Regions from separate parts of the Mus musculus genome. Here regions 1, 3, 4, 5, 6 and 7 are each linked to region 2. A link is a contact called in public HiCAR-type, HiChIP or PLAC-seq and promoter capture Hi-C data. All regions are on one chromosome and are shown on one strand. The core of a region is the stretch at or near the end of the contact, and the rest is flanking DNA. Distances in the headings are between cores, read along the strand shown.

The links. Promoter capture Hi-C pulls out the DNA fragments that hold promoters and counts their contacts. HiCAR-type assays count read pairs that join an accessible place to other places. HiChIP or PLAC-seq counts read pairs in DNA pulled down with a chosen protein or histone mark. Capture Hi-C pulls out chosen DNA fragments and counts their contacts.
Region 1: a promoter capture Hi-C map of hematopoietic stem and progenitor cells shows a contact between it and region 2, with 5 times the contacts expected there. The contact joins the promoter of Npas1 here to the promoter of Fbxo46 in region 2. A contact is called at or near these places in 2 of 39 promoter capture datasets (hematopoietic stem and progenitor cells and hippocampal neurons).
Region 3: a contact with region 2 is called in an H3K4me3 HiChIP or PLAC-seq map of stem cell-derived neural progenitor cells, with 11 times the contacts expected there. The contact joins the promoter of Arhgap35 here to the promoter of Fbxo46 in region 2. A contact is called at or near these places in 2 of 115 datasets of contacts at active chromatin or transcription factors (embryonic stem cells and stem cell-derived neural progenitor cells) and 2 of 9 other capture datasets (adipose tissue and liver).
Region 4: a contact with region 2 is called in a promoter capture Hi-C map of liver, with 4 times the contacts expected there. The contact joins the promoter of Sae1 here to the promoter of Fbxo46 in region 2. A contact is called at or near these places in 2 of 39 promoter capture datasets (hippocampal neurons and liver) and 2 of 115 datasets of contacts at active chromatin or transcription factors (astrocytes and large pre-B cells).
Region 5: a contact with region 2 is called in a HiCAR-type map of astrocytes, with 5 times the contacts expected there. The contact joins the promoter of Dact3 here to the promoter of Fbxo46 in region 2. A contact is called at or near these places in 2 of 39 promoter capture datasets (hematopoietic stem and progenitor cells and liver), 1 of 15 datasets of contacts at CTCF or cohesin (stem cell-derived epiblast-like cells), 1 of 484 Hi-C or Micro-C datasets (B cells) and 7 of 115 datasets of contacts at active chromatin or transcription factors (astrocytes, embryonic stem cells, forebrain and 3 more).
Region 6: a contact with region 2 is called in a promoter capture Hi-C map of adipose tissue, with 5 times the contacts expected there. The contact joins the promoter of Inafm1 here to the promoter of Fbxo46 in region 2. A contact is called at or near these places in 1 of 39 promoter capture datasets (embryonic stem cells), 2 of 115 datasets of contacts at active chromatin or transcription factors (astrocytes and forebrain) and 2 of 9 other capture datasets (adipose tissue and liver).
Region 7: a contact with region 2 is called in a promoter capture Hi-C map of liver. The contact joins the promoter of Strn4 here to the promoter of Fbxo46 in region 2. A contact is called at or near these places in 1 of 39 promoter capture datasets (hippocampal neurons), 1 of 484 Hi-C or Micro-C datasets (B cells), 7 of 115 datasets of contacts at active chromatin or transcription factors (astrocytes, embryonic hindbrain, embryonic stem cells and 3 more) and 1 of 9 other capture datasets (liver).

What each region holds. Positions count from the first base shown.
Region 1 is chr7:16,475,196-16,478,410 of GRCm38.p6, forward strand. It overlaps Npas1 (neuronal PAS domain protein 1), which reads right to left and starts at 1,585. Exons shown (of 12, transcript NM_008718.2): 1 at 1,450-1,585; 2 at 312-489. The coding sequence starts at 433.
Region 2 is chr7:19,118,081-19,121,428 of GRCm38.p6, forward strand. Fbxo46 (F-box protein 46) reads left to right here and starts at 1,779. Exons shown (of 2, transcript NM_175530.3): 1 at 1,779-1,856. It overlaps Bhmg1 (basic helix-loop-helix and HMG-box containing 1), which reads right to left and starts at 264. Exons shown (of 13, transcript NM_001370811.1): 1 at 98-264.
Region 3 is chr7:16,612,845-16,616,325 of GRCm38.p6, forward strand. It overlaps Arhgap35 (Rho GTPase activating protein 35), which reads right to left and starts at 2,149. Exons shown (of 7, transcript NM_172739.4): 1 at 1,628-2,149. Gm29443 (predicted gene 29443) reads left to right here and starts at 980. Exons shown (of 3, transcript NR_136928.1): 1 at 980-1,108.
Region 4 is chr7:16,385,891-16,389,256 of GRCm38.p6, forward strand. Sae1 (SUMO1 activating enzyme subunit 1) reads right to left here and starts at 2,006. Exons shown (of 9, transcript NM_019748.3): 1 at 1,751-2,006. The coding sequence starts at 1,860.
Region 5 is chr7:16,873,506-16,876,641 of GRCm38.p6, forward strand. Dact3 (dishevelled-binding antagonist of beta-catenin 3) reads left to right here and starts at 1,812. Exons shown (of 4, transcript NM_001081655.1): 1 at 1,812-2,168. The coding sequence starts at 1,920. 9330104G04Rik (RIKEN cDNA 9330104G04 gene) reads right to left here and starts at 1,381. Exons shown (of 2, transcript NR_152128.1): 1 at 707-1,381.
Region 6 is chr7:16,272,309-16,275,605 of GRCm38.p6, forward strand. It overlaps Inafm1 (InaF motif containing 1), which reads right to left and starts at 1,384. Exons shown (of 1, transcript NM_001136270.1): 1 at 1-1,384. The coding sequence starts at 982. The coding sequence ends at 590. Ccdc9 (coiled-coil domain containing 9) reads right to left here. Exons shown (of 14, transcript NM_001382411.1): 13 at 2,948-3,067; 14 at 1,734-2,108. The coding sequence ends at 2,005.
Region 7 is chr7:16,813,759-16,817,220 of GRCm38.p6, forward strand. It overlaps Strn4 (striatin, calmodulin binding protein 4), which reads left to right and starts at 2,131. Exons shown (of 18, transcript NM_133789.3): 1 at 2,131-2,876. The coding sequence starts at 2,595. Fkrp (fukutin related protein) reads right to left here and starts at 2,974. Exons shown (of 3, transcript NM_173430.2): 1 at 2,942-2,974; 2 at 1,306-1,368.

The DNA.
Region 1 (3,215 bases), core at 335-2,834, 2.6 Mb before region 2:
CCGGCTAATGTTTTTGCCTTTTGCGATAAGTTCTTATTTGTCCAGGCTAGCCTTGAACTGGCGAGCCTCCTGCTTCAGTTGGGATGTCAGGCCACGGGGCTGGGGACAGAACCTTCTCTTTAGCCTGAGAATGTCGGGGTGAATTCGCAGCTGGGGGACTAAAAACAGAACTCAGCAATAAGTGAGGGTGACGGAAGTCTAGATATGGGTCAGGGCACAGGCCAGAGGATGAATGTCATCTGAAAGGCTGTGAAGCCCCCCACCCCCGCACGCCTTCGGGGGAGAGGCCATTCAGGGGCAGATTTGCTCACCAGGGTCCGGGCGGGGCCTTGACCATCAGCCCAGGCAGGAAATCCCAGGGGACGCCGGCTCCACGGCCGCCCCCGCACTTGACTTCACCTCGGCCACCGCTTCTGGGATAGGGGGTCGCCATCTCGACGGGGACTCGGGAATTCAGGTGCGAAGGAGTCGCAGGTGGGGCTCAGTTCCCTGGAGGAAGAACGTCCAGGGAAACTGAGGTGCGTGCGTGTGCCCAAGGGTCAAGCCAGGAGCTGCCTTAGATGCGTTCCTCAGTTTCCCCTTCCTGGGAAGCCGCGGTTCCCACCCTGGCGCTTCGGGTGAGGACGTGCCCCGCCGCCGCCTCCCCCGCGCGGCCCGCCAGCGCGCCCGCCTCACGCCCGCGCCGGGCCGGCTCCCGCATACCAATGGGCGCACGCGGCGCGCATACGGATCGGACCGGCCCGCGCGCTGCGTGCCAAGCATGCCCAAGCTGCGCTGGGGCGGGCTCCTCGCTGGGGCCCAGACGCTCTGGGCTCCATCCCCCCCATAGCTCCCAGCACCCGAAGGACCTGTTCCCCAAAGCTATCCCCAGAGTCCCACTCCCCAGGTCTGCAGCTACACCCACTTCCTAGCCTGGGCTAAGGAGGCAGGGAGGACAGAGGGACCCCACCCCAAGTCCTGCCCAGGAAGCACTCAAGCCCCTCGGGGTGGCGCCACCTGACCCGGTTGCTAAATATCCCTAATGTACAACTTCCTCCCTAAAGACCAGGGCGTAAGACCCTGGTCTATGACACCGCTGGTCACTCCAGGATGGACGCGACACTCGGGGCCCAGGTACTGGAATCCAGATCCTTTAGAGCCAGGGACGTGTCCATCTGGTTCTTTCCTCTTCACGATTAGGCGTCCAGGCCGACCATGTCCCCAGCATCCAGGTGGCCTCCAAGCCTCCCCAAAACGCGCTGACGTCTAATCAGTCCCCTGAGCCTCTGTGACCAGGACCCCAACAACCATGCACCACTTTCTGGATCCCGGCGGTATAGGTGTCCGGATGCCGTGGCCTCCAGGTTACCAAGACTCTCAGCCTCGCATCCCAGCAGGACCCAGAAGTCCCCATTTCCTCCCGCCAAACCTTCAGGCGTCCCGCACCCGCAGGACTCCCGACATGGTTACCTGGCCGCTGGGCGTGCTCGGGGCGCGGCGTGGGGTCCACTGGGTGGCGTGGAGGGGCCGCTCCATAGACCCCGGGGCGCGCGGGCTGGGGAGCCCGGCTCTCGGCGCCCACGGCGGCCTCGCAGACTTTGAGACCACGGACAGCGGCGGCGAGGGGCGGTGCCTGTCTTCGCCCCGCCTACAGCGGCCCCTGCCTGCTGGATAGTTCCCATTCCGGGAACTATCTGGGATAGTGTTGGCCTGGTGTGTCTGAGTATCCTCACCGTTTGACCACATCAGGAAGCTCTGCCAGCCTCTCCACCCTGGAGTCCCACCACGATCGCCATCTTCAGTTATAGAACCCTCCCCCCGGCGCCCCAGCCACCCCTTGGAACTCTTGGGGCAATCTGCACCATAGTTCAGTAGGAAAGGACACTCGGACATCAGTGCCCCTTCTAGAGATGTAAATCGGGGCCTTTCACAATCTCTCTTCCCAAGTGAGAATTCCAGGATGCCAGACTCCATTAAGGTCAGGTCGTGGCCTGGGCACCTGACTCCTTCGTTTACCCAGGTCTTGGTTGTTAAGGGGACGATATAGCCCAGGGCCCCAAGGTCTTGTCTCTATGCCTCCCATTGGAACTAGAGCCCCAACTTGTGGGCACCCACCTTTATAAGTGAGAATGGGGAAACAGCGGGATGTGGTGGCACTCACTTGTTAAGCCCAGCACTTGGGATGCTGAGGCAGGAGGATTGCACAAGTTGGAGTCAAGCCTGGGCTATAAAATGAATGCAGTCTGGGATCCAGAGGGAGATCCTGTCTCAAAAACTAAAGTGTGGCTGAGCTGGGAGAATGGCCAGCCCAGAGCATAAAGCTTGTGGCGGAAGAGTGTGAGGCCAACCTGGGTACAAATCCCTAGAAACCACACAAAGTCTAAGGTAGTCCCGCTGTGTGTCTGTCACACCAGCAGTCCGACAGTGCGCAGCAAGAGGGCCCTGGGAAGCTGGCAGGCCAGCCTGGTTACCTGACAGGAGACTGTCTCAAACAAGGCGAGAAGAGACGAGACTGCCTTCTGACCTCCACATGGGCTGCAACCATGGAATGCGTGTGAGCACACACAGGCACTGGCAAGATGTCTCATGGGTAAATGGCTTGCCACCAGCCCAGATGGCCTGCTTGATTCCATGAACACACACAGTGGAAGAAAAGAACCAATTCCCTGAGTTGTCCCCTGACACACGTGAGGACCCCCCACCCCAACACGCACTCACAGAATGTAAAAAGAAGCCGCTGAGTTCGAGGTCAGACTGCTCTATAGAGTGAGTTCTAGGACGACCAGGGCTACACAGAGAAAGTCTGTTTTGAAAAACAAAAACAAATAAAAAAATCAAACAACAAAATCTCCCAAACAGCCAGGCAGTGGTGGCGCACACCTTTAATCCCAGCACTCGGGAGGCAGAGGCAGGCAGATCTCTGAGTTGGAGGCCAGCCTGGTCTACAGAGTGAGTTCCAGGACAGCCAGGGCTACACAGAGAAACCCTGTCTCAAAAAACAAAAACAAAAACAAACAAAAAAAATCCCCCAAACAAACAAACAAAAGACAAAGAAATAACTGAAAGTCTGGGGATTCAGCAAGGTGGTAGAGCATCCTGGAAATAACAGGCCTTCCAGATAACTAGCCCCTAATTAGGAGAGGGCTGACATGAACCTGATACAGGCTTCCTGCCTGAGTGTAGGAGCATCCTCACTACTGCCAAGTCTTACTGTCACATCTTTTTGTTTGTTTGTT
Region 2 (3,348 bases), core at 529-3,028:
GTGTGACTCTGACGACTCCTCACCATCTCCCCGCTACCTCAAGCCAGCTAGAGCCAGGGCGTCTGCCGCCCCACACCCGTTGGTCACCAGCACTCACCTCAAGATTTGCAATATGGCGTTAAGCCTCGACTTCTGCTTTGGCACTGGGCTCACGCTTCGACAGTCTGAAGGCTCCGGCAGCGGCTCGCGCGGCTCCCGCGGCTCGCGGGGTCCCAGGGATGCAGACCGCGTGCCTCCCGACGCGCAGACCGAGCGAAGAATGGCAGGGCGCGAGGCTGTGGCGCGAAGGCACCAGAGCGCCTGAGGCGAGGCCACGCCCCCTCCACGTTCCCGCCACGCGGTGCCAGGCACGAGCAGAGGAGCGTTGGAAAAGGGCAGTGCGGCGAGTGCGCACGCGCACCCGGGGCAGGGCACGGGCCACAGCTCCGACACGTGCTCCCGCTCCCGCGCTCGCAGCATCAGCCAATCAGCTCTTGCTCCATTACCCGCCCTTTCCTCAGGCCACGCCCTCTGTTTTGCCCCGCCCCCTGACCTATTTACCTCAGACCCCAGCAGGATTTGCCAGGTGTCCGCAAGCGCGAGGTGTCTGTACTCCCCCTGCTGGCCCTCCTGTGTCCCCATCCGACCCTTTCGCTTTAGGGCGCATCTGCTTAAAGACCACTGTGTGTCAAGTACCTTGTTCAGGCGGCTAACTTCGCCACCTTTCCCTGAAACGAGGCTTTGTAGACCCCATGGAAATGCCAGTTCCTGTAGCTGCAAACAAAGTAACCTTTAGTGTCTGAGTGTGGATCCAGTCTTGCTATATAGCCCAGGCTTGCCTACTACTTGTAACCGTTTTGTCTCAGGTCTGTCTGGAACGCAAGGAATGCACTACCTTGTAACTCAGGTTACAAACTACACAATTTATTTTTAAAAAGCATTTTAGTTTTAACTAGGTATACATGTTGGGGGGGTGGGGGGGAGGAATACTGCACGCAGGTGTCCCCAGATGCCAGAGGCATCAGATGCCCCTAGAGCTGGAGTTTTAGACAGGGGCTTCTAGGGGCATCTTCAGGGGCAAATGCAAATTCTCTGCAAGAGCGATGTCTTCCTAACCTCTGAGTAGTCTTTCCAGCTTCATCTTTATTTTTTGACACAGCGTCTCATACCCTTGACCAGGCTAGTCTCAAACTCACAGAGGTACACTAACCTCGGCGTCCAAAATGGTGCGATTAAAAGTGTGTGCCACCACGGCAGATTCAAACCGTACATTTTGGAAATGCTGCCAAGATTCCTGCCCTTCTGGAGGCTCTGTTCTACCTGTGATGTGAACATAGTGCCTGGGCTTTTCCTCACTTCGATATCTTGTTTTCTTTATTTGCCAATTAGGAGGTGGTGGTAGGCAAGTGTGGGGAGTGAGATGAAGGTGAGAAATGGGAGAGAAAGTTTGGGAAAACTCATATATTATTAATTATTTGTCAACTAACATGATAAATCAATAAAGTTGTTCTTCCTAAACTCTTCATCCCTCGCTAACGTCCCTTTGAAGTAGCCTCGATTCTCTTTTCAAGGGCCTCGGGCCAAAATGGAGGCGGCTGGACTCTATTTCCCAGATACCCTCGCGGGAGAATTTTCTGCGCCTGCGTATTTTAGTGTGCCCTTAGCCTCCTGGTAATTAGAGTTTCTGTCTCTCAGCCCGCCTAGTTTGTTTCCTACTCCACCTCCAAGTTACCGTATTGCATCTTGGGAGCTGTAGTCCATGGCCGCCCGTACTCTAATTCCCAGTGGGCTTCGGGGCCAGAACCCGGAAGGGGAGGCTGGAGAGGAGCGAGTGGGGGAAACCCGCGTAGTCGGGAGAGCTGCAGCGCGGGGAGATGGTGAGAGCCCCAAGCTGGGTCCTGCGGGTGCTTGAGAGTATGAGCGGGGTGTTCAGGACTTGGGTTCGAGAGGAAGCAAACTGAGGCTAAAGAAAGGGCTGGGTGTGGGGAGATCACTGTGGGTGGGGATTGAGAGGAACGGGAGCCCGAGGAAGTAGAAGAATGGGGGCTAGGGAGGGGTCTTGGAGGTGGAGAGAGTCGAGCTTTGGAATCAGCTATCAAGGGGATTGGGAGCTGGAGGAGTGAGGCGCGGAGTTGGAGTCCTGGCTGAATAGATCAGAGACCCTGAGTGGGTAATTTCGAGGGAGGTTAGTTAGCCTGGTTATATGGAAAGGCATAGGAGTCCGGGATAAATGAGTGAAGGGAGAGGCTAACCACGGATGCATTGGGTTGGGTTGCGGGATTGCGAGGTGGGGCGGCAAGGCCAGTTGAAGAGATGGGAGGTAGAAGTCATCGATGGTCCAGGTTAGCTTCTAGGACCAGGAGGCGTTGTAGGGTGCGTGAGTTAGGAGCGTGGCTGTCAATATCGTGTCTTAATCTAACCAAAAACTACCAATAAACTGGACAGCCACAGAACTCTGGGTTGATATGACCAGATGGGGTCCATAGAGACAACCTTTAGCACCCTTCTAGCCCCGGTCGTATCTAGATATAGTGGTTTGTGTGGGCAGTCCAGCTTTCAGGTTCCTTATTCTCTTTTGTGACCTGCACAGGTCTCTCTGTAACCCTCTTGTGACCTTATATGTATGGTGAGAACAAGCAGGCCATTCTGAAGATAGCTAAAGGGAGGTTCCATAAAAATTGATATTTTTGTTAGGAAAGTTAAGTCCCAGCGTCAAAGCTGTTGGTGGAAAGCTCCCGTCCCAGGAATGTTGACTGGATTCAAGTTGTTAAAAGATTTCCTATTCTTCAGTCCAGCCCCCCAGACATTTTCTCAAAACCTGACAATAGCCTATGTACACCACAGTTTATGCAGGGGACACCCCCGTCCCCAGCCCTACCCCTTTATTGCTAGCATCTTTTTCTAAGAAATGCCCAGGTTCGGTTTCAGCTGTGTGTGTATTAACTCACTGGATTCAGGCGGTGCCTTAAGTGTAGATCTTCATTTCACAGGAAGCAAGTAGAGGCACGGAGAGTTTAAGCAATCTTCTCCATGTCAGCCAACATTAAATGGTAAATGTACAATTGCAATTTGGGTCAGAATCTGCTTTGGTGGAGACACCCGGCCAGAACAACTGTCAGATAGGATTTAAGTCTTTTCTGTGACCTGAGCTTGGAAATCTGTCCAGCTATTAAATGAGATCCATAACCTTGGTAGGCTAGAGAGTTTAGGGAGATAATGTTTGGAAAGTGCTTAGACTAAGTGCATATAGTACACATGTGTTGTCTTGGGACTTGCTGTGTAGCTCAGGCTGGCCTCTTAACTCTTGAACTTCCCGCCTCAGGAGCCAGAGTGCTGAGGTTTATCACTACTGGTGCCCAGATATTATTT
Region 3 (3,481 bases), core at 899-3,398, 2.5 Mb before region 2:
AATAAGAAAGGAATGATACCTTCAGGTTAGAACTAAGGAAAAGGACTTAAAAGGAGGTGGAGGCAGAACAAGACAGGATCGGAGAATGAACAAAAAAAAAATCCAGTGAAAGGCTGAATGGGGGGGATGGAGGACTTAGAATTAAGAAGGACCAAACATAGAACACAAGGAGACTGGTGTTGAAGATGATCACTTTGACAGGGACAGCAACAGTAAAGTTCAAGACGATTCAAAACTATGTAGACAAATGGACAGCTCCAAAAGAGAGGAAAGAGCACCAAATAAAGAGAATGAAGGGGAAAAGCCGGTAGAAGAAAAGGGCAGAATGGGCAGCGTGTGAAGGATCAGGGTCAGAGTCATCTAAAGTGCAGAGAAACACCAGGAGCAAGGAAGACATAGGCAGCAAGTCCTAGGTGTAGATGAACTTACTGGTGATGGGTTTGTGGGGAGAGAGAGCAAATGAATGAAGCAGAGCAGAGGGGCATTGAAATAAAGGTGGGAAAGAGAGGAAACTCAACGAGAATAGAGGTGCAGAGAGAGTACAACTGAGTAGTCAGGGTTAGGGCAGAGGTCTGCTAAAGGAAATGGCAAAAATGAGACACCCTAAGGGACAGAAAAGGGGGTAAAAAGAAGAGGGCAAAAAGCCAGGCACCACAGGGGAGTGCATGCAAGATCAGAGCGCCTGCACAGGGGCAGAGTTGGCAGGCAGAAGGGTCTGGAAAAGAGGACAGGGTCTGAATGGCAAAATGGGAGCAAGCACTGAGAAGGGAAGGAAGCGAGCAAGGCGCATCAGAATCTGAGAACCGTAGGAGAAGGAGCTTAGGGACATCCTAGGAGGTGCAGAAGGTTCAGTGTTGCGACCCGGCAAAATATGGGGCAGTTGGGCCCAAATACAAGGAGGAATTATGTCCAAAGCCAAGACCGGGAGGGCAGTAGAGCAGTGCCTGTATCAACAGACCAATACGGATCTCCACGGAGGTGGAACCGCAGGTCCTAAAGGGACAGCTCCTGGGGATGCAAGATGTTCTACCGCAGGGATAATAACAGTAAATAGGCCAAAGAAGGAGAATGGGGATTTCCTCCCAAAAGTGATGCTAGCAGAAAACAGGTAAGGTAGAAGGGCCACGGATATTCAAAGTGAGCGTCAGAGGGGATACTGAGGGGTCAATGAGGAGGTAGACTGTCCCAGGAGCACAGCCGACTCCAGGAGGTGGCGAAGTAGGTATGACTGGGGGTCGGGGTGGGGGAGGAAGTGGGAAAGAAGACGGCTCAGAATTGGGAGTCGGGTATCTCGAGTGGAGGCTGAGAGACACCGAGATCCTTCACCGGGTTTGGTGGGGCGTGTGTGGAGGCAGACGCCGGGATTGCAGGGCTGCGGGGACACTAGCGAATAGGAAGGGCAAGGCGGGCCGCGCGGGCCGGGCCCGGGCATGCAGCGGCCGGGACGCGGGGACCGCGGGGCGCTGGGGGGGGCGCTCCCACCCCTCCCCCTCCGGCTCCTCCATTGTTCGCGGGCTCCGGGCCCCGCGGTCCCCGCCTTTCCCCCCACCCTTGGATCCCGCAGCGGGGCGGCGCCCGGCGCCTCGCCCGTCCCCACATTCCCCTCCGCCAGCTACGAGACACTTACCAGTCTCGGGGGCGCACTCAGCGCGGCCCCGGCCTCCGCGATCCCAGCCGCAGCGACGGCGGGCCCGGCGCCATGTTCCCCTAGCGACTCGTTCCTGAGGCGGCTGAGGCGGCGGTGGCGGCTCCGGCGGCGGGGGGCCGGGCGGACCCTCCCTCGCGGGCTCCCTCCTCCGCCTCCTCCACCTCCTCCTCCCGCCGCGCCGCGGCTCTCCCTCGGGGCGGGGGGCGGGGAGGGGAAGGGGGGAGGGGCGGGAACCAGGGGGAGGGCGGACCAGCCTCGCTCGCTCGCTCGTTCCCTCCCTCCCGCGCAATGGCGGCGGCGGCGGCGGCGGCGGCAGCGGCGTTGTCGCCTCCTTCCTGCGGCCGCCGCGGCCGTGCGCGTACTGGAGACCCTCTCGCAAGTGCGCGTGCGTTTCTGAGGGGCGAGAGATGCTGGGGCTGGGGTTGGGAAGTGGATAACGGCCCTGTGGGCCGAGCGCACCGCGAGGACCGTAGGCCGGGAGGACAGGCACGCGCGGACACCGAGGGCGCGAGTGCGCGTGCGCGCCTGAGGAAAACGCCGCTACCTCAGCGGCTGCGGCGCCAGATTTACACAGCGCGAGGACGGACACCCGCGAACTGGCACAGGAGGGCGCGGGGTGGGCTGAGTGCGCGTGCGCAGAGACGGCTGCAGCCTGCGAAGCCACCGAAGGGAGGGAGGAGCCCGCAAGGGGGGCGCGCACGGCGTCGCGCGTTCCAGGCTGCAGTACCCGCCGCCCCTCCCCACACCGCGCCGGCTCCAAGAGAAAGCCATCTCTGAGAGGCTTGGCCCGGCTCGTGAGGGCGGGGACTTAGGGCTCCATCCCGCTCGCGCGGGACCTCACTAACCAATGGAAGGCAGAGGGAGGTGGGTTCGCCTCCTGGAGCCGCAGCTTCGGGATAACGGAGGGGGTTGGGGGGACAGACGTAACGTGGGGTGGCGAGGCGGGGCTGTGAAGGAGGGAGCGTACCCAGCGAGTGAACCAATTGGGCGAGGGAAGGGGGCGTGGTCCTTCACAGCCCAACCCAGGCTCGCCGTTGGCCAGCCCAAAAGAGTGGGCGGGGACAGGGGGCACGTGCTCTTTCCCGGGCGCTGAAGAAAAACCTGTGGGCCAGGCGCGTTGATACAAGTTACTGGTGATTTCTCCCAGTGCTTGGTCTCGGGCAGAGGAAGGACAGGCCCTGCATTGCAGCCCTAGTCTCCCAAGTCAGCATCGGGCAAATGACAGCAAACCACATGTCACTTTGGGTGCTTGCAGGGGGAATGGTGATGTAAGAGGGCTCCCCTCTAACTCTGTATTCCTCTGGGAGCCCTCCGGAAGGATGGATTGTGAAAGACAGGCTTTCCCGGCGCCTCACAGAGTGTGGAATGCCTGAAGGAAGCACGTGTTTCCGATCCAGCCTTGCACTTCTTTCCAGGCTTTTCATCTGTAAAGTGGGATAACAATACTGAACTCCAAAGGGTCGCTTGGAGAATCGAATGAGGTATAATAGGCCCTATGGCCACGATTCATGGTGGGAATCCTCGAACTACTAGAACCCAGTAAAATATGGGCGATCTCCCTTATACATTAATATCTATAATAGCTGATGGATTACTCTTAGCAGAGGATTACCCACAACAATAGAAAAACGATGAATATATATTACGCTGTAATAAGAGAAATGTGGATGTGACCCTCCTAGCCACCGGTAACTGAAACATCAGAAAGCAACAGGGGAGTTAAGAGGGAACTACTGTGTCTCTAAATGAGGGTGGGGTGTAAAGGAGTGACCTACACGTATTGAGTACGCAGTAAGCATTGCTAAATAAAATTACATGGGCTCGACCAAATCC
Region 4 (3,366 bases), core at 756-3,255, 2.7 Mb before region 2:
TGTCTCCCTCCCTCCTCAGCCTCCTGAATACTGGGATTACAATGTCCAGCTTTCTGGTTTGATTGGGGTGTTTATGTAGACCTAGCCTGCCTCTGATAGGATCAAAGCTTGTATCACCATGCCTGACAGTGTTTTTGTTTTTTAAGATTGTATTTATTTACTTATTATATGTAAGTATACTGTCGCTATCTTCAGACACTCCAGAAGAGGGTGTCAGATTTCGTTATGGATGGTTGTGAGCCACCATGTGGTTGCTGGGATTTGAACTCCGGAGCTTCAGAAGAGCAGTCAGGTGCTCTTACTCACTGAGCCATCTCACCAGCCCGTGTTTTGGTTTTTGAGGTTAGGTGTCCCTGTACAACTCACGATGGCATTGAACTACTCTGTACTGAAGATTAACTTTGAGCCCACTCCTCCATCCTCAGCCTCCTAAGTGCTGCAATGTCAGGTGTATGTACGACACTACCCTAGAGCCTTATCACTATGGAACTTTATTATTTATGAATATTGCTCTTAGTCCCCATCAAAACATAAGCTTCAAGTTGGGAAGGAGCCTATTTAGTTCAATAAAAAATGCTCAAGGAGCCCAAGTAAGATGCCTCACCAAGTAAAGTGCTTGTCTCAAATGCCTGGGGGACACCTGGCAACCTGAGTTTAGACCTCAAAAATCTACATAAAGGAACTGACTTCACAAAGTTGTCCTTTGGCATCCACATCAACACCATGGAAAACGTACAGAGAAGTCAAAACATAAAATTCTAAAACCTCTCCCCCAAAAAATGCTCCCCCCAAAAATGCCTAGGGAGCCAATGTGTGATGATGCATGTATTTATCTCAGCACTTAAGACAAGTAAGATCTCTGCAAGTTCAAAGCCAGCCTAAGCTATAAAAACAATTACCTTTGGAGTTTGTTTTGATTTGAGTCAGGATCTCACTGTGGTAGCCCTGGCTGTGTTGGAACTACATAGCTCAGACTAACCTCGAACTCACAGACATACTCCTGCCTCTGCCTCAGGAGTACTAGAATTAAAAATATGAACAACCATATCCCCACAAAATATAATTTATAACTTGAATATGTTAAGGAAGCCAGGCGTGATGGCACGTGCCTTTTTAATCCCTGTACTCATTCGGGATGCAGAAGCAGGCAGATCTCTGAGTTTGAGATCGTCTACAGAGCGAGGCCCAGGACAGCCAGGGCCACAGAGAGAAACCTGGTCTGGGGGAAGGGGAAAGAAAAACAAACAAACAAACAAACAACCCAACGTCTGTAGCTGTGTGCTGAATAAATTGGGCCACTCTGCGCCTCTCCAGGGGTCCCTTTGTCAGGACTTGCCCTCAAGCACTCCTCTAGAGGAGCCTGTGGGGTTTGTCAAGTCCCCAGGGCGTCCAACACAGGTTCCCATGCATAGAAATTAATGAGCTCAGCCCGCCACCCCCCTATTTTGCACTAATGCTCACCCCACTTAGACCCTACAAGCCTCACCTAAATCCCACCATCACCAGGTACTGACACCGAGGGAGCCTCAAGTTCAAATCCTCCCTCTCCCCCGCCTCCTCCAAGGACACTCTCAATACTACACAGGGGACATCTCCACCTCCGGTACTTTGCAGAAACACCGTCCATTCGTCAGTTCTGAAGCACTAGGAAACCCAAGTGCAGCAATCCCGCCTCCGCTCCACAACAGGGCCGCACCCACTCCCTCAGGGCCCACACGCCGGCCCGCAGGATGCCCGCGGCGCCCCTCACCGCTTCTGGGCCTCCAGTCCCCACAGGCGGATCTGTCGGTCATACTGCGCTGCCTCCTCCTCGCTGATGCCACCGCCGCCGCCGCCGCCAGCCTCCTCCTTCTCTACCATGGCGCCGGCTTTCAGCTCACCCGCTCCCGCTCTCGCTAACCGCCAGCAGCGAGTCCGTGCACCGGGGACGCGCTTGCGCCTGCGCAGAGAGCCGCGCCTGCGCAGTGCCACCTCCGTGCTTTGCGGGAGACCACGTGGATACCGAAGACTCCAAGGCCCGCTCGCTGCCCCATCACGTGATGGAGACGCCAATCAATCCCGGAGAGGAAAAAGAAAAAAAAAGAAAAGTGGCGGGTGTTTTGATTCCTCGAGGATGTCCACGCGGTCATTTATGAAGCGGATCTGGATCGAGTTGTCACCGGGATTCCAGCATCGATGGTGTGGTGAAATAAAGATACTACTTTAAAATAACAACACATGGAGCTCACTACCTATTGAGGCGAAAAAAATAAAACAAAAGAAAGCTAGACTTTCCTCCTGGACAGAAAAAGAGGAAGGACTCCTCTCTGCCCTCTCCTCTCCTGACACATTCTCAAATCCTTATGTAAGATGCAAGACTCAAATTGATCATGGTGGGCTATGCCTGTAATCACAGCTTTTGGACAAAAATAAGTGAAAGGAATCAAAAGTTAAAGGCCAGCCTGGGTTACATGAGATCCTGTTAACAGAAGCAAACCTAAATTTATGAGCTCGTGCCTGTAATCCCAGCATTCATGCCTTCACAAGGCTGAAGTAGGAGAATTACTACGAATGAGATCCTGTCTCAAAACCGTCAAGGACTGAAAAGATGGCTCAGTAAAGTGCTTGCCTGAGTTTAATATCTATATTCCTATTTAAAACAAAAACAAAACAAACAAACAAACAAATTTGTAGTGCAGATTTGTAATCCCAGCACTTGGGAGAAGGTTTTCTGGGCCTTGCTCAGACCCACACTTATCTAACCAACAAACCCATATCCCAATGAAGATATCCTGGGTCAAAAACCAAGGCTGATGCTGGGTGATGATGGCTGCCCAGAGCTTTAATCCCAGCACTCTGGAGGCAGAGGCAGGAAGATCTCTGAGTTGGAGGCCAGCCTGGTCTACAGAGTGAGTTCCAGGACAGCCAGGGCTATATAGAGAAACCCTGTCTCAAAAAACAAAAACAAACAAACAAACAAACAAACAAAAAAGAGTTCAAAGCTGGGGCTGGAGAGATGGCTCAGTGGTTAAGAGCACTGACTACTCTTCCAGAGGTCCTGAGTTCAATTTTCAGCAACCACCTGGTGGCTCACAACCATCTCTAATGGGATCTGATGCCCTCTTCTGGTGTGTGTTTGAAGACAGCTACAGTGCACTCACATAAATAAAATTAATAAATAAATCTTTAAAAAAAGAGAGAGAGTTCAAAGCTGGGGCTGGCGAGATGGCTCAGCAGTTAAGAACACTGACTTCTCTTCCAAAGGTTCTGAGTTCAAATCCCAGCAACCACATGCCCTCCTCTAGTGTGTCTGAAGATAGCTACAATGTACTAAGATATAATAATAAATAAATCTTTAAAAAAAAAAAAACAGAGTTCAAAGCCAGT
Region 5 (3,136 bases), core at 562-3,061, 2.2 Mb before region 2:
CGCCACCACTGCCCAGCAAGACTAAATATTTCAGTGTGTGGTGTATGTGTGCACTCACGCACAGAGTGCAGTTGCCTGAGGAGACCAGAAGAGGACAGTGGATCCTCTGATGCTGGAGTTAAAGAGGACTGTGAGCCTCTTTTTCTCTCTGTGTGCCAGAAACCGAACCCAGGTCTTCTGGAAGAGCAACAGCACTCTTAAATCACGGAGCCATTTCTCCAGTGCTGGGATTACAGATATGACTCACCATGCCCAAGACTCAGTTCTTTATGAGTGGTAGAAGCTGTTACTCCAAAAAAAAAATAATAAAAAATAACAGGGTTATACGTGGTGACCCACTCCTTTAATACGAGCACTGGAGTAGGGGGAGTCAGATACAACCCAGAGGTGGTCTGAAAGTAACAAGCCAGTCTGGTCTACATAGTTACAGTTCAGCCAGGGTTACTTAGTGAAACCCTCAAAAAGCAAAACAAAACATAATTATGCTGTTAAACGTTCAGAATAACTTTTTTTTAGATGTAGATGAAGAGCACAGAGAGACCAAATACGTTTCCTAGTGTTACTCTGCCTTAAAGTGGCATAGACTCACCACATCAAAGTTGGTTATTGCCAGATGATCATAAAACATTATAAAAGACAGTTTCACACTATATTTTTCTTTCAATGACAGGCTGTCATAGTTAGCCCAGATTGGCCTCGAACTCACCGCGATTCTACGGCCCCATCCTCCCTTCCAGATCTGAGCTTTTAAGGAGTCAAAGGTCCGTCTGAGAAATGGGCTATTTCACAAACGTTGCCGACACACCGGGTGTAGTGACACATGCTGGCCGCGTGAGGGGGCGCTAGCCCGGCTTGCCCAGTGAGAAGAGGCAGAATGCAGCCTTCGAAAGCAGGCAGGCTCAGATTTAGAACTTCAGAACGTTGAGAACAGAGCATCTCAGAAGACTGAGAACAAAGCCTCTTAGAACCGTGAACAAAGGCCCCTGCGAGCTCAGACTGGTGGAACTCAGCTCCACCGCACCTGGAAGACAAAAAAGACCTCAGATTCTCTTCTGGTCAAAGCATAGAATATTTCACCCAGGGTCTTGTAATTCCGTAAATGTGCTGTTTTGATGAGACAGAAACTCGCTGTGTAATCCAAACTAGCTTGAAATTCACTATGTAGTTTAGGCTGGCCTTGAACTCTCAATTCTCCTCCTGGTTCAGCCTCCCCTATGATGGAATTACAGAGCCGGTTTGAACAGGTCCTGCTTAAAAGCATAATCAAACCGTAAGATGTTCAATCCGCTTTACTTCTGAGGGTCTGGGAAAGCTGCCTGGAAGAGGAGGCGTGATCCGGATTCAATCATCACTGATGATCCTTCTGCGCAGACTCAGAAGCTGAAAGTTTGGGAGGGGCGGCAAGAGCAGCTGCGGAGCTGTCACGTGGATCCAGTCTCTATTTATAGACCACCCTTCCCTGGACCTGGAGAGCCCAATGGCAGCCAGCGCTCGCCCGCAAGGGGGCGGAACCAGCTCCAGAACCAAGCGACTGGCACCAATGAAATTGGAGCAAGGGCGGGCTTGCTTCATTGTGATTATAAAGAAGGCGTGGCCACAGCCCCAGGATCGCCGCACAAAGGGGCGTGGCGAGTCTGATACCCCCGTAGGTAGTCCTGGGCATGCGTTGTTAAGGAAAAATGGGGCGGGGCGGAGCCCTGCGTCACGGAAGGCAACAACCAATAGTAGGTCGTTGTCGTGCCTTCAGGGGCGTGGTCATGTAGATGAGGCGCGGGTGGGCGGCCCAATGGGCGGGCGCCTATGCAGATGAGACGGTGACAGCCCGGCCAGCGGGCGGGCGGGCTGCTGGGGCGGGGAGGTGGGACCGGCGAGAGGGGCGGCCGTGGGGCCCGGCCGGGCTGGGGCGGGGGGCCGCAGCCATGATCCGGGCCTTCTCGTTCCCGGTGAGCCCGGAGCGGGGTCGGCTGCGGGGATGGTTGGAAGGCAGCCTGGCCGGGCTCTGCGAGTTGCATTGGCTCCGAGAGAGGCAGGAGTACCGCGTGCAGCAGGCGCTGCGGCTGGCCCAGCCCGGGATGGGGGGCGCCGAGGCTGAGGACGAGGAGGACGCCGAGGAGGACGAGGATGCGGCAGCGGCGCGCAGGGCCGCAGCAGCCCTGGAGGAGCAGCTGGTGAGGGGTCGCCTGTCCGTGCGTCCATCCATGCATTCCTCCCTCCCCCATTCGTTCCCCCACCTCCCTGCTCCTGTGTCCGTCTGTCTGTCTTGGTAGTGTATGCTCAGCACACCGGTCCTAGGGTAGGGGAGCAGGCAGGGGGAAAGAGATAAGACTGGAGACCTGGCTTTTCCTACCCCCAAATAGAGCTGATAGGGAGGATGCACGGCCTCCGTTGGACTCAGCATGGACCCTGTTAACCGTCCTGGATGCCTAGTGTGTGTTAAACCAAACATTCGTCTTCTTACAGATTTCCTATTTCATGAGGGTTTGAAAGTCCCCATTTTACAGAGAAAAAAACTGAGGCTTAGAGACAGGAAGAGACTCACCCAAGGTCACACAGCCGGCATTCAAACATAACCTCCCTCTGGGCCCCGCTACCCGGAATCCATCTTCATCTTTCCTTAAGTCTCGGGGTGCTTGGAGATCCCTGGAGGGGGCGGGGTGGGGGAAGGGGAATCTTCAGGCCTCTGGAGAGAGAGACCGGCTGCTGAGAAACCCCCGAACAGTCCCTGAGGACCCCCGGGGGCATTTTGATCAACCCAATGACACTTCTTTCTTCTACTTGGTCCCATGGCTCAGTAACACGGGGAGGCCAGGTGAAGATAGCTAGGGAGTGAGGGGAGAGAGAGTATGATTCGCCGAGGAACTCTAATGATGACTTTCAAATTGAAAAGGCTCCAGCTCTTTCTCCCTCCCTACATCACTCCTTGAGTCTGGAGACCCTTTCCGGTTGTTGCTCCAACCTTTCCATACCCCAGCATCTCTGTTTCATTTCCTTAACACAGTCTCTGTCTCTATGGTCTTCCAAGACCTGTAAAGCTTCCAAAAACAGAGGAGATTAGAAATGGGGTCGTGGTCTGTCTCTAGGCCTCAATGTTTTTCTGCCTAATGTCTGTCTCCATCTCTCTTCCCTTCCCCCAGCC
Region 6 (3,297 bases), core at 134-2,633, 2.8 Mb before region 2:
AATCGCATGACTTCTTTATCAGAAGCTACACCAGTCTCAACATGGCACCAACAGCAATGCAGACCAGTTTTGGTTTGGTTCAGCTATATGCTCCACACTTCCAAAGCAGCAAATGTCACCACCCAAACCAGGACAAGCTAGCTTACGGGTGACATCCTCTACCCCTGCCATTGCAAACTATACCAACTGCAGTTTCCAGCACGCACCACTGTCTCCGAAGCTATACGAGATGACACCCCGAAAACTGGTAAGGCCTTTACAGTATCTGACCTTCAATGGCCCCGAAAACTGGCAAGCCGCTTCTCCCCATTCCAACCCAAAAATTACATGTGAGCAATGAGAGAGGAAAGCCTTTAAGGCCGCGCGGCCACGGAGCTAGAAGGGACCAGCGGCCGAGGCCAACGACCACAGACCAGGTAAGCCAGCTGAGGCTGGAGTTTATTGCCGATGAGCGCTGAGTCCCGGGAAGGAGCAAGGTGGAATAAGGTCGGGCAGGATCAGGACCGCGGCAAGGAGAGAGGCGGCGCCGCGCAGGCGAGGCCCGGTGGTGCAGATAGACAGACGCAGGCCACGGTGGGGGCGGGCCAGACTATCCAGGCGCTCGGCGCGCGGTCTCCCGCGTCGCTCCCGGAGCTGGGCGGCGACTGTGGCGGCGACTCCGTGGCAGTCCTGGCTGCGGTCGTGGCCCGCCGGAGGCCCCAAGCAAACAGGATGCGGGTGCGGCCGGAGGCGGGGCGGGCGGTGCTGCTCGAGCACACGGAGCGGCCGCAGCGCTGGGCAGGGGGTCGGCGGGGCCCGCAGGCGGCCGCGTGGGAACCCAGATGAGCCCGTAGTACACAGCAAGCAGCACAGCGGCCAAGGACACACACAGGAAGTAGGCGCAGACAGGGGCGAGCCGCAGCCATCGGCCACGGGGACCCTCGCTCAGCCCCGTACCACCCGGGCTCTCGCCACCACTGCCCACGCAGCTCGAGCCCCGCATCGCGCTGCCCACTCAGCCTGCACCGACCCCGCCCCCACCCCAGGACCGCCTCAAGCAAGCCACGCCCCTTCCAGGACCACGCCTTGTCAGACAGCACCCCCCCCCCAGCTCAGCTACATCCTAGACACGCCCCTACCGCCTCTGACCCACCACTATCAAGATTTCTTAGCTCTACCCCCTCAAGGCCACGCCCACTCGCTCTTCTCCCGCCCTAGCTGTCACATTTCCAACCGCCTATTCCTGTTTTCTACCTCAGCCCTCTCCGCGCTAATCGAACCCCTTCCTTCTTCGACCGACTGCAGCTCTGCACACTAGCATCCCTCTGCCCGCCGGAGCTAAGGTTCCTACTCTGTTGAAGCCGGAGGCCTACGGAGCTTCTGAACGCTAGCCCCGCCCACCGAGCCCCGGCCCCGGCCCTCCCAGTCTCACATCCCTGGACTACTACGAGAGTTCCGAGACCCAGTTCCCTCCATCACCCCTGCTGGCCCCTTCCCCAGCAACTCCGCACCAGCGTAAACTTCTGTTCCCTAGAGGCGAGGGATCCAGGGTGGACTGCAGGGAGGAGAGCAGCCAGCCTGGGAGCCAGGCAAACCTGCGCTGCCGCCCCTCCCAGCAGCATCTTCAGGACTGCGAGACGGCCTGCGGGGTGGGAGGAGAGAGGTGTGAGGATGAGAGGAGCACTCTCGTCCCGCCTCTTCCGCCAGCCAAGCACAGCAGCCTAGCCTGATCAGCTAGCAGCACAGTTCAAAGGTTGGCGGTAGCACGCGTTTAATTCAATCCCTAGCTGCAGGTTCCTGCACACCCAGGCCTCACAGGGACTGACTCCGAGGGTTCGACCAGACGAGTGCGGTCGGACTGGCACCACTGGGTCCTCAGCGAATTTAGAAGACTCCCCTCGGGCCGGGCTCGTTGCTAACCTGCTTCCTCCCCCACTAAGTTTAACCCTGGCCTGGACGGAGTGTAGCAGAAGCAGAGGAGCTGAAGGTTAGTACAGAGCGAGGCACCCTGGTCTGCTGGCGCTGTCAGCGGGCAGCCCCCGGCGGCGGAGCAGCCGCCACCACCTTGCAGAAACGCACCCTCTGGAAGTCTGTGATCTCCGCCGTCTCCTGGCCCTCGGGGCCCACCTCTAAGGAGACAAAAAGCGGTAAATGGAGGACCAGCCTGCCCGACCCACCCTATCCCGCACCTCAGTCAAACCCACCTACAACTTGGCCTCCAGCTTACTCGACCCTCAGGAGGCCCCTGAAGCAGGAGCCCCTCCAATCTAACCCTGTTGACTACTGGGAAGTGCTAGTGTAATGAGCTCATCCACTCCTCCCAGGACCCCAAACTATCCTGTTTGGCCTGGCCCCTTTCCGAAGATGTCCTTGGCTTCCACTCTCACTATTCCTTTGACAGCCTTTCCTGGCCTCTGCTCCACATCTTATTCTACTGCAGGGGAACTAAAAGATGAACACAAGCAGTAACCTGGCTGATCACGTTAAAGTGACCAAGATCAGTCTCTTGCTTCTACTACGTGGGATCTAAAATCCCACTATGGTCTGACCCAAAACCGCTAACCCTGCCTTCAGATAAGTCTTAAGAGCCGGCTCATTCATTAGTTAAAGTCGTTCCTACCTTTAATTAACCATGTTTTACTTTTACAGGATCTCTAACCAAAATCCAGTTTCAAGCTCAAAATCCTATCGCGTCACCCTCTTACCTCTGGGAATATTCAGATTTCAAATCCCACTTTTAGCTCCTTCCCTGAGCCCAACTTCTTCCTTGCCCAGCGTTCAAAGTTATTCACAATTTCTATTGGCTGGGGCCTTAGGGCCCACCCTTTGCACCCCAAAGGCTTGACTCCAGGCCAAACCCAGCACAGCACCTGACTCAGCTCATGCCCTGTTCTAAGCCCTCACAGGACCCACTCCTTTTCTATCCCCAAGCCCTTCCCTCCCCAAGGAAGGCAAGCAGGCCACCCACCTCCACCAGCTTCATGCATCCCACCTGGAGATGCCTCAGGCCCCTCTTCTTCAGAAGACTTCGGGGTTCCTGCCAAGCTGGGCCCGCTCTCCAAGGAGGCAAGGGGTGGCTGGTCACCTCCTGGAGAAGGGGAGGCTCAGTCAAGCCCCTCCTTTTCCAAATGTCTCTCCATATGAGGGGAGCAAGGGGGTTCAAGGACACAGTGGGGTGGGTGTCATTTAAGGAAGTGAACTTTTTATTGGAGAGAGGCTCTGAACCAGCAAGAGCAGGCTTTGGGAACTGAGATAAGGGCAGGAAGCAGGCACCAACTGCCCTTCTCTGCCACGGGGGTTGAAGGAGGTGTGGGCACA
Region 7 (3,462 bases), core at 881-3,380, 2.3 Mb before region 2:
AAAACACTCATACTCTTAATGAATTGAGGCACTGAGAGGTGAAGGCACTTGCTTAAAGCCATACATCTGAAAAGAGGGACGCGGGAGTTGATGCAAGAAGAAGCTGGTTACTAATCCTGCTTCAAACCAGTAAGCCAATGGTACTTGCCTTAATCCCAGCATTCCAGAGGCAGAAACAGGGGCATCTCCATGACTCCGACACCAGCCTGGTGTACAGAGACCTTGTCTCACAACCAAAAAACTGTTTTGTTTTGTTGAGAGGGGGTCTCACTAAGTATTGAAGTCTGGCTTTGAACTAAGAACCTCTTGCCTTCTGACTGCTGGGATTACAGGCGTATACCACTGTCCACCCAGCTAATTCTTGTTTGCAATCACATATCCCAACTCTTACACTACAGCTAAGCTGATGGGTGGTCTTAAAGCTGAATATGGCATGTGACTTTCCAGCCGAAAGTCACCTTATCAACAAGTAGGTACTTTGTGCCAGGGTGTTTTGGGTTTGTTTGTTTTTGAGACAGGGTCTCAATGTGGGCCAGGTTGACCTTGCACTAGGTATGTAGCTGAGGGATGACACTGCTACAAGGCAAAGGCTGGGCTGGGATCACAGGCACACACTACCATTATCCACTAGCGCTCTACCAACCGAGCTGTCTCCTCAGCTCCAACCCCAGCCTCTGTGTTCTGCAGATCTGAGAAGACAGGCACACCTTAGTGGTAAGGTAGGAGACCAGCCGGGAGCAGGAGTGAGTAACATGGGGCCTTGCCTAGGAAAAGTGGTCAGGGAAGAGAGTGAATCTGAGCTCATACTAGCTTTCCATTTCTTCCCCCACACATTATATACGCTGAGTCTGATGTTAAATGCTTGTATTCCCAGCACTTGGGAGGTGGAGGCAGGAGGATTGAAAATTCAAGGTCATCCTTGACCACTGCTTGAGTTTGAGGCCAGCCTGGGCTACATGAGACTGTCAGAAAAACAACAACAACAACAACAACAACAACAACAAAACAGTGTTTAAAGATGGCCCAGCAGGTTCTTGATACCAAGGCAGACCTGAGTTTAGTCTCCAGAACCCAAACAATACAAGGAAAGAATCAACTCCGGCAACTCAGCCTCTGACTTCCACACATGCACATGCACACAATAAACAAACACATGAAAAAAATCTAAGCGTATGCATCACTTGGAATTAGCCTTAGCCTTTTCAATCACAGTAGGTACAAAAAGGAGACCCATTCAGGAAAGCCTTTAAGGACATAGAAAGGGCAGTTACCCATGTGATTACTGTGACATCCAGGGACTCTTACCTCCCTAGGTTTCAGGCTGAGGGTGATCAAGAAGAGTGGTTTCACCTTGGGTCATCTGCCCTGCTGAGGGAGGAACCAGAAAGCATCAAATGAGCCAGCCCCTCCCAACAAAGTGCAATTTCATTCTACCCGCCCGTGAAAGTAGCTAATGAAGTCACAGACTCTTTTGTCTATTTGAAGTCCATAAGCCTGGTTACCACTTCAGTCGTCTCAGGAGTGATGTGGTGGGTAGGAGTCATCAATTGTAAGCTATAACTATCCCTCTTCCATGATGGTGTCCAGAAGGGCAGAAGTGACAGCAACTGTTACCATGACAACCTCTTCTCTAGACTCATGCATCCTTTGGAGCTAATCCTAAACATCCCCTATCTTACAGGACCTGATTGCTAGGATCATCAGACTGTGGGAGATTGCCCTGTTATAGTAACCAGGGCATGGATTTAACTGTTTCTCATCTCCCTGGAAATGGTCCAGGCCCTGTAACCATAGCAACTGTCCCACAGCAGCACTTGTCTTCTAAATAAAAACACCTGGTTGGTTTATCCATGGACTTTCCATAAGGGAAGGGGAGATGGTTACCATGGTAATGGCAACTGGGTTGGCTGGGGGAGGAGTGGGACAGAGGCATTCCTCTTAGAGGAATGTCTTTGGGGCTGGGCCTTTTTTCTACCTGAGCTCTAGGTGAGGGGAGGTTGCTATAGTAACTGATGAGGATAGGGTCAGAAGAACCACCAGGGACTTGGGTTACCTTAGCAACCTCCTCCTAGTGCAATGATAGTAGAGGTTTGGGACTCCACATATGCAAACTGGGAAGGGGCCTCCAGATTGGATAGGGTTATTATGACAACCGACTTCCTCTGGTCAGAGCCCACTCCCCACCCCAGGTCGTCTTTTTTGTTTTTTGTTTTTTTTTTCTTCACTAAGTGAAAGAGATGGGGGTGTATTTGCATTTGGAGGGGATAGGACTCTGACATTGGGGAGAATGCAGAAAAAAAAGTCCGGTCTGGTCTCTCGACCGCAAAGGAGACAATTGCGAGGGACCCTGGGTCCTTTGCCTACGTAGAGGCAGTCCCTCCCCCTCCCTGTCAGCACCCCCGCCCGCGCGCACCACCGGGGTCGACCCGGGTGGGTGGGCGAGGCTCGCGCCCAGCCCCGTGCTTGTCCCCGCTCCCCTCGCCCGCCCAGCGCGCGCGCGCGCGCACACGAGGCGGGGGTGTAGAAGTGTGAAGCTGCGCGTCCGCGCAGGCGCGCGAGGTACAGCGGGCGCGCGGGCCGGCCCCGGGGCCTCCATGATGGAGGAGCGAGCGGCCGCCGCGGTCGCATCGGCCGCCTCCTCCTGCCGCCCTCTGGGCTCGGGCACGGCTCCCAACCCGACGGCGGCGGCCCCGGCCTCCAGCCCTGCTCCTGGGCCCGGCCCGGTAGGAAAAGGAGGTGGCGGCGGAGGCAGCCCGGGCCCTACGGCGGGCCCGGAGCCCCTCAGCCTGCCGGGGATCCTGCACTTTATCCAACACGAGTGGGCACGCTTCGAAGCCGAGAAGGCCCGCTGGGAGGCCGAGCGCGCCGAGCTGCAGGTGAGCGCCACCGCTGCCCTCCCGCGCTCCCCGCCCCAGTCCTGCCCGGCCCGGCCTCGCCTCACCCGCCGCCGCCGCCGCCGCCATCTTGGAGCAATGGCCGCCGGGACGGCCGGGAGGGGGCGGGCAGGGCCGGCGACGGGCCGGCGGCGGGGTCCTCGGGGCCTCGGGGCGGACGCGGGCCGGGACCGGTCAGAGGATCTGAGCAGGGCCGAGTCTGCCGGGAGCCGCGAGTGGGAGTGACGAGCCCAAGCCCAGAGAGCCTGTCTGGGCGATGCGACTCGGGGTTCCCGGGGGACAGAGTGCTGAGAAAGTGGATGGGGTCTGCGCGAATAAATATGCCACGCCTCGCCTCCGGATCCTAACCAGATGCTGGCTGTCAGGGTGGAATGGACTAGATGTCTAGTGGGGTGACACACTCTTAACATCCACTGGGTGCAGGGAGTGAAGAGAGGAAGACTGGAAGCTGGCATGGGGTACCTTGGGGGAGTGGCTGGCCCGGAGCAATTGAAAGGTGGGAGGAAGCTTGATAGGAAGGGGTCCCAGGATGAAGTGTGTGGCCTCCTGTCCAAGAAGGACACTTTGG